Regions from separate parts of the Gossypium hirsutum genome. Here region 1 is linked to region 2. Evidence: chromatin contacts called from public Hi-C data. All regions are on one chromosome and are shown on one strand. The core of a region is the stretch at or near the end of the contact, and the rest is flanking DNA. Distances in the headings are between cores, read along the strand shown.

What was found. A called contact is a pair of places that touch in the nucleus more often than the background predicts.
Region 1: a contact with region 2 is called in a Hi-C map of leaf, with 4 times the contacts expected there. The contact joins the promoter of LOC107962561 here to the enhancer-like site in region 2. A contact is called at or near these places in 4 of 34 Hi-C or Micro-C datasets (leaf and petal).

The regions. Positions count from the first base shown.
Region 1 is chrA06:9,040,598-9,043,329 of Gossypium_hirsutum_v2.1, forward strand. LOC107962561 reads left to right here and starts at 1,471. Exons shown (of 2, transcript XR_005928377.1): 1 at 1,471-2,732.
Region 2 is chrA06:8,835,258-8,837,957 of Gossypium_hirsutum_v2.1, forward strand. No RefSeq gene overlaps it. Among protein-coding and RNA genes, the nearest start is that of LOC107963529, 47 kb to the right of the region's middle. Within about 2 kb of position 1,269, at least 3 of the 9 cell types and tissues checked have an H3K27ac peak or open chromatin away from gene starts, as enhancers often do. A contact at or near this core is called in leaf, where this site is marked.

The DNA of each region.
Region 1 (2,732 bases), core at 221-2,720, 210 kb after region 2:
AAAATATATAATACTAAAATTTACTACACTCCTAATATGGATAAAGAAATAAATATCACACATATAAAAATTAAAATAATTTCTTTGAAAACAATGTATTTATTAATTAAAATAAAAAACTTGAAACAACATAAAATAAAAAATAAAGATATAATTTAGAAAAGGGGAATTGAACTTAGGTCTTAAGAATGAAATTATTATATTTAACCATTTAACTAAGGAAGTTGATATATTAAAAGTACTAATTTAAAATAATAAAAAAGCTTAAAACAACATAAAATAGAAAATACTAATGTGAGAGAGAGAAATCGAACTTGGTACTCAAGGATAAAACCATTAAAATTTAACTATCTGAAATGCCTCAAAAATATGAATTTTTGATTTTCAAGTTGTTGTTGTGTGATTTGGTTTGGTTGAGTGGTTAAGTGTTTAGTGTATCTACTTAAGGTTTAGTGTTTAAGTCTTCATACCTATAGGAAATATTTTACTTTATTTCTTTTTTCAATCTCTAGCAAGCTGGCGGAGGAGTTTAGATTAAGTTTAAACTCTAAGGGTCTGTTTGTCTACGTGTGAAAGGTTTTATGGAAAATGATTTCTATATTTTCTTGTTATAGGTCAACATAAAATGAGTGATTTTTCTTATAAAATGACTTACCTTTTTGAAAAATGTAAGTTATTTTTCGGAAAAGAGTTTCTCTATAGATAATTTTATTTTTATATAAAAATTAACTTAAATCAAACTTAATATTATTATATTGATAATAAATATTAATTTTATTTTGAAAAAATCATGTTTTTCAATATTATTAAACATACACATTTAATGATTTATATTTAGTCATATAATAAATTAATATAATAAATATAATTTATTATTTTAATAAATTATTTAATACTTCAATTTTATTTTAATAATAAATATTTATTACAATTATAAATATATTTATAATAAATGTTTTGTAGTATAAAGGTTAAAATATGTCGTAAGTCTATATACACTTCACAGATTTGCAACTTAGTCTTTCTATTTTTATTTTCAAGAATTTAGTTCTTTTACTTTTCAATTTTGAAAAATTGTTGATATCATTAAATTTTTTTGTCAATTTTGTTGATGTCACATTTTTAAATAAAAAAATACTCACTTAGTAGTCATGTAATTAAAAAATGACGTTGCAATGAACTTGAATTTAACATAATATTTTTAATATATGCAAAAACAATGTAAACTATAAAATTATAGATAAAAATAAATTCAATTAAACAATAAAAAAATAAGAAAACTTCAAATGTATGTTTGTTTTATTGAAAACAACTTTTATGAAATATTTTTAAAAAATCTACCAAATAACAGAAAATATTTTACACAAAATCATCCAAACACTAAAAAATATTAACTTTTCTAAAAAAGTAAATTATTTTCTAGAAATTATTTTTCAGAAATATTTTTTTTTGTCAGAAATAAACTGATATACATTAATAATGGTCGGGTGGCTCAAAAAGTCGGAAACAATAGAAGCAACAGCAGCAAAAATCACACAGTAGAAACAAAATAGTTTAAAGGCCAATAACAGAGCAGAAAAAAAACTAAAACCAAAGAAACAAACAGCCACAAAACAAAAACATTAGCAGGAAAAACCCAAAATGGATACCAGCCAAAAGCCTTACGATTGAAAAAACCCATTCAAAGCTCGAAGGGGCCGAAAGAAGGTAGCTTTGAAGCCAGCAATGGAGATTCAAACTGAACCTTCTCCAACCTTCAAAGCTCAGAAAACCCTTAACGATGATGAAACCATGCAGACTGATCCATCTCTACTAGCTTTGCAACAGGATCCGGAGCTTCCTCAACCCAGAAACAAGAGGTGTTTCGATGGCGTCCATCCATCGCCAAAGCGTGCGCCGCCCTATTAACCTCTCTGGGAACAAAACGGTACACAACGTTATCAAAAGCTCTCTAATAATTGAATATTTTGCGTAATCGATCTAAGGATAGATCTGTCCTCTTTGGTCGAGTTTAATTTTTTGATAGTTGTCAGGGAGTCTCCTTCCAAGATAAGTTTACTGAAGCCCATATCCTACGCAAAATAAAGAGCCCTTTCACACATACGCATTTCTACAACAAGCACCCATAATCTGGCCTTCCGCATCTCTAGCTAGGACTGCTACAATAGATACATTAGTGTTGCTCATAAAAGAAGCATCAAAGTTCAGTTTAATATTCCTAACTGTAGGTGGTTGCCACAAAACGTTCATTGGTACTTCCAGAGGAGAGACAATAACTTTACTACTGCTAAAATCCTGAGCATAGCTCAGAATAAAGCCCATAAGTTCACGTATCCTGAAGTTAAGTCCCTCATTTACCAACTTATTCCTTTTATACCAAAGAGCCCACAAAGAAATAGTAATGAGTTTCTTGTACAACATATCAGCAGCTAGAAAATTATTACAAATTGTGTTTTCCATTCGAGGTATCAATGCTGGAGTCGAAAGAGAGATTCAAAAGAACCCAGAGTTGTCTCAAGACGCTACAAGTCCAAAATAAGTGATGTGAATCCTTTGGAGCCTCATTGCACAAAGGACAGGTAGTATCAACTCGCAGTCTCCGTTTGGCCAAATTACAGAAATGAGGCACATAATTTTTTAGGATACGCCATAGATGAATTTTAATTTTAGCAGGGAGCTACAAGCCCCAAGTTGATGTATAAAGTGTTTTGTAATTATCCGATGAGGCCAAA
Region 2 (2,700 bases), core at 19-2,518:
AACAGTGTACAGGCAGGAGAGAGATAACCCATCTTTTTCATCTACTCCGCTTGATAAAATCTACTGTTCCATCGATGGTGGTGACACCAGTCTAGTGGAAAACAATGTAAAAGAAACAAAGCAAAGCTAGCAGGAAATGCAACGGAAGCAGAGTAGTAGAAGAGGAAGATGAAGAAACGTCAAGTTTCCGACGAGCTTGTTTGATGGAGAAATGGATGGAAAAGAAGGTCACTGAAAAGGCAGATGCAAGCAGGAAACTGGTTTCACATATGGATTAATTATAGAGAAGTACTTGGTTTTAATTAAAAGCAAATATGCCACGTTCAATTATGGGTACGTGGAGAGTTTGGTTGAATCCAAAATCCAAATCCAGTTTTATATGTTCTAACTAAACTTCAACGTCTGTGCATTCCCTCTATACAATCTTTTTCCTTGGACAATTCCAAAACTAATCAAACAATACTCTCTTTGACTTGTTGACCCCATCATTTGATTCTTAAAAACTATTAAATCTTTATTTAGCATTGTGAAGAAGAATCTCCATTTAGTTAAACATTGATACTAAAGATCAATATGGAAGAGATGGTAGTGGAGTAAAGTCGATTCACCTCTGTAGGGTAGAGAGCAGTAAAAAATTATGGTTGAATGGGGAGATGACAAAAGGAATGAGAGACTTGATGTCATATCCTTGGTCCCTTTCCTCGCCCTTATATAGATAGATAAGTTCTTGTCCTGTAATACCACATGTCGAGTCATATTGGTGGGTCAAATATCAGTAGCCGAACTAATGTTGCAGGTGCAGGTAGGTTAGCGCCATAGTGTCCTACACGGTCCCACCTGATGCAGCAGTCCCTTGCTATGGCAACTAATGAGTGAGCCTACTTGTCAAACCATTAACCGAATGATTCTACCAAGGGGTTCCACAAAGAGTCTTACACACACTGAAGTCTTATTACAGACAGTCCTAGTATAACACATAACATTTTGGCTTTTAACATTAATCGTAAAATAAGCTATTTCCAGCCCTCAATTAGAAGCATATAAGGAGTTCAAAGCAGTTAGCAGCAAATGAAGGATTTTTTTTGTGAGCAATTTTCCATTGGGACCAGAGACTGCTATGCAGTTATCTATCAAATATCCAACTTTCAGGTTGCAATGAACCAAAAACATTGTCCCCATCCCCAACAAACACCCACAGAGAGACCATACGTAGGTAGGAGCATTTGTTGAATTGCATGGTCCATGAAATCTTGGCACTTGTGGCCACACCACAGCAAAGGTGACCCGGCAGATGACATGTGAGTCCTCACCTGCAATCAATAAGTAAAACATGGTGGATCTAGCCCAAAATCTATGGTGGCCAACTAACATTATAAGATACAATGTTCAATGTCTGATATAGGTCCATACCTACTTCCTTTAATACCAACTTCCTTCACCCATTCTGCACTTTTCACCTTTTTTTTTGTACAATTTTATTAAATTCTGTCCGCAGTTCAATTAATTTTCATCTTTATCCAACCAATGCATGTCTTTGAGATATATTTATTTTTATAAACTTTTCTATACATATTTCAAATTGAAGTGGAAACGTAACAATAGAATGTAAATCCTCACTTTTGAAATGCCAATAAAAAATCATATCTACTAAGCATACGACGGTTGATTAATTAATTTCTATAAAAAAATGGTTGTATTATCAAATAAATTACATTTTTTTCATCTATCAATTCGGGTTATATATTTTATACTAACAATTAAATTTATTAAAAAAAATTAATTCTAGGTTACAAAATTTAAAGAATCAGAATCTCATATGTTGACATGATAGTTAGGGTGATAACCGTCACAAGTGTAATTTGAATTTAAGTCTCCTTTTATAATTTTTTAAAAAAAAAAACTAAAGGGCCCCAAAATGTAATGCATCATTGCTCCATCATCCAAAGTGATGGTTTAATCAAACACTTGGTCCCGTATAATACTCATCTCTCTTCCTTTTCCCTATATTGTAGCTTCCAAAAAAAAATGATGGTCTAACAAGTATATAAGAAAAAATAAAACTAATAACACTATTATGTGAAAATTTAAGTTCATTCATAACCCTAAAAAACCTGCAGCATTCCTGGAAGACTGTCCCTAAATTTCCTTCTCCGGAAAAACTTTTGCTTCTTTTTATGTTGGATTTCTTTTTTAATCCCCCCACTCTTAGTTGTGAATTGGAGGTTTTCTCCTAGCTGGAGAATAGTCCATTTCAACAATGTCCATAATGTTGACATAGTGGTGATAGACGTCCGGGTTTTGGGAAGTTATCGGTGAACCAAGAAGGAATTTCTCTTGCTTCCCACCATTTTCTTCCTCGACGGCTGGTTTGAGTGTTGAAATTGGTATAACTTTGTTTTCTCCCTTCTCTTCTTTCTGTTTACATAAGTCACATGTAAAGGGAAGGGAAGATCTAAACCATAGCTATGGGAATGTACATGTTAAACTATTAACTCAAAACCAACCTTTGAAATGGTGGAAGATGTAGGAGTTATAGCAGTAGTTGCAGTAAAAAGTTTCCTACCCTTTCCTGCAAAAAAGAATGTTAAAAAAATGAATCTGCTTTAGATTGAGATGTATATGTGTTGGATTTGTTGCACTACAAGACAACATGGACTTTGTCATTGGTTTTTGATTCATAAAACTTTGAATTCTTACACA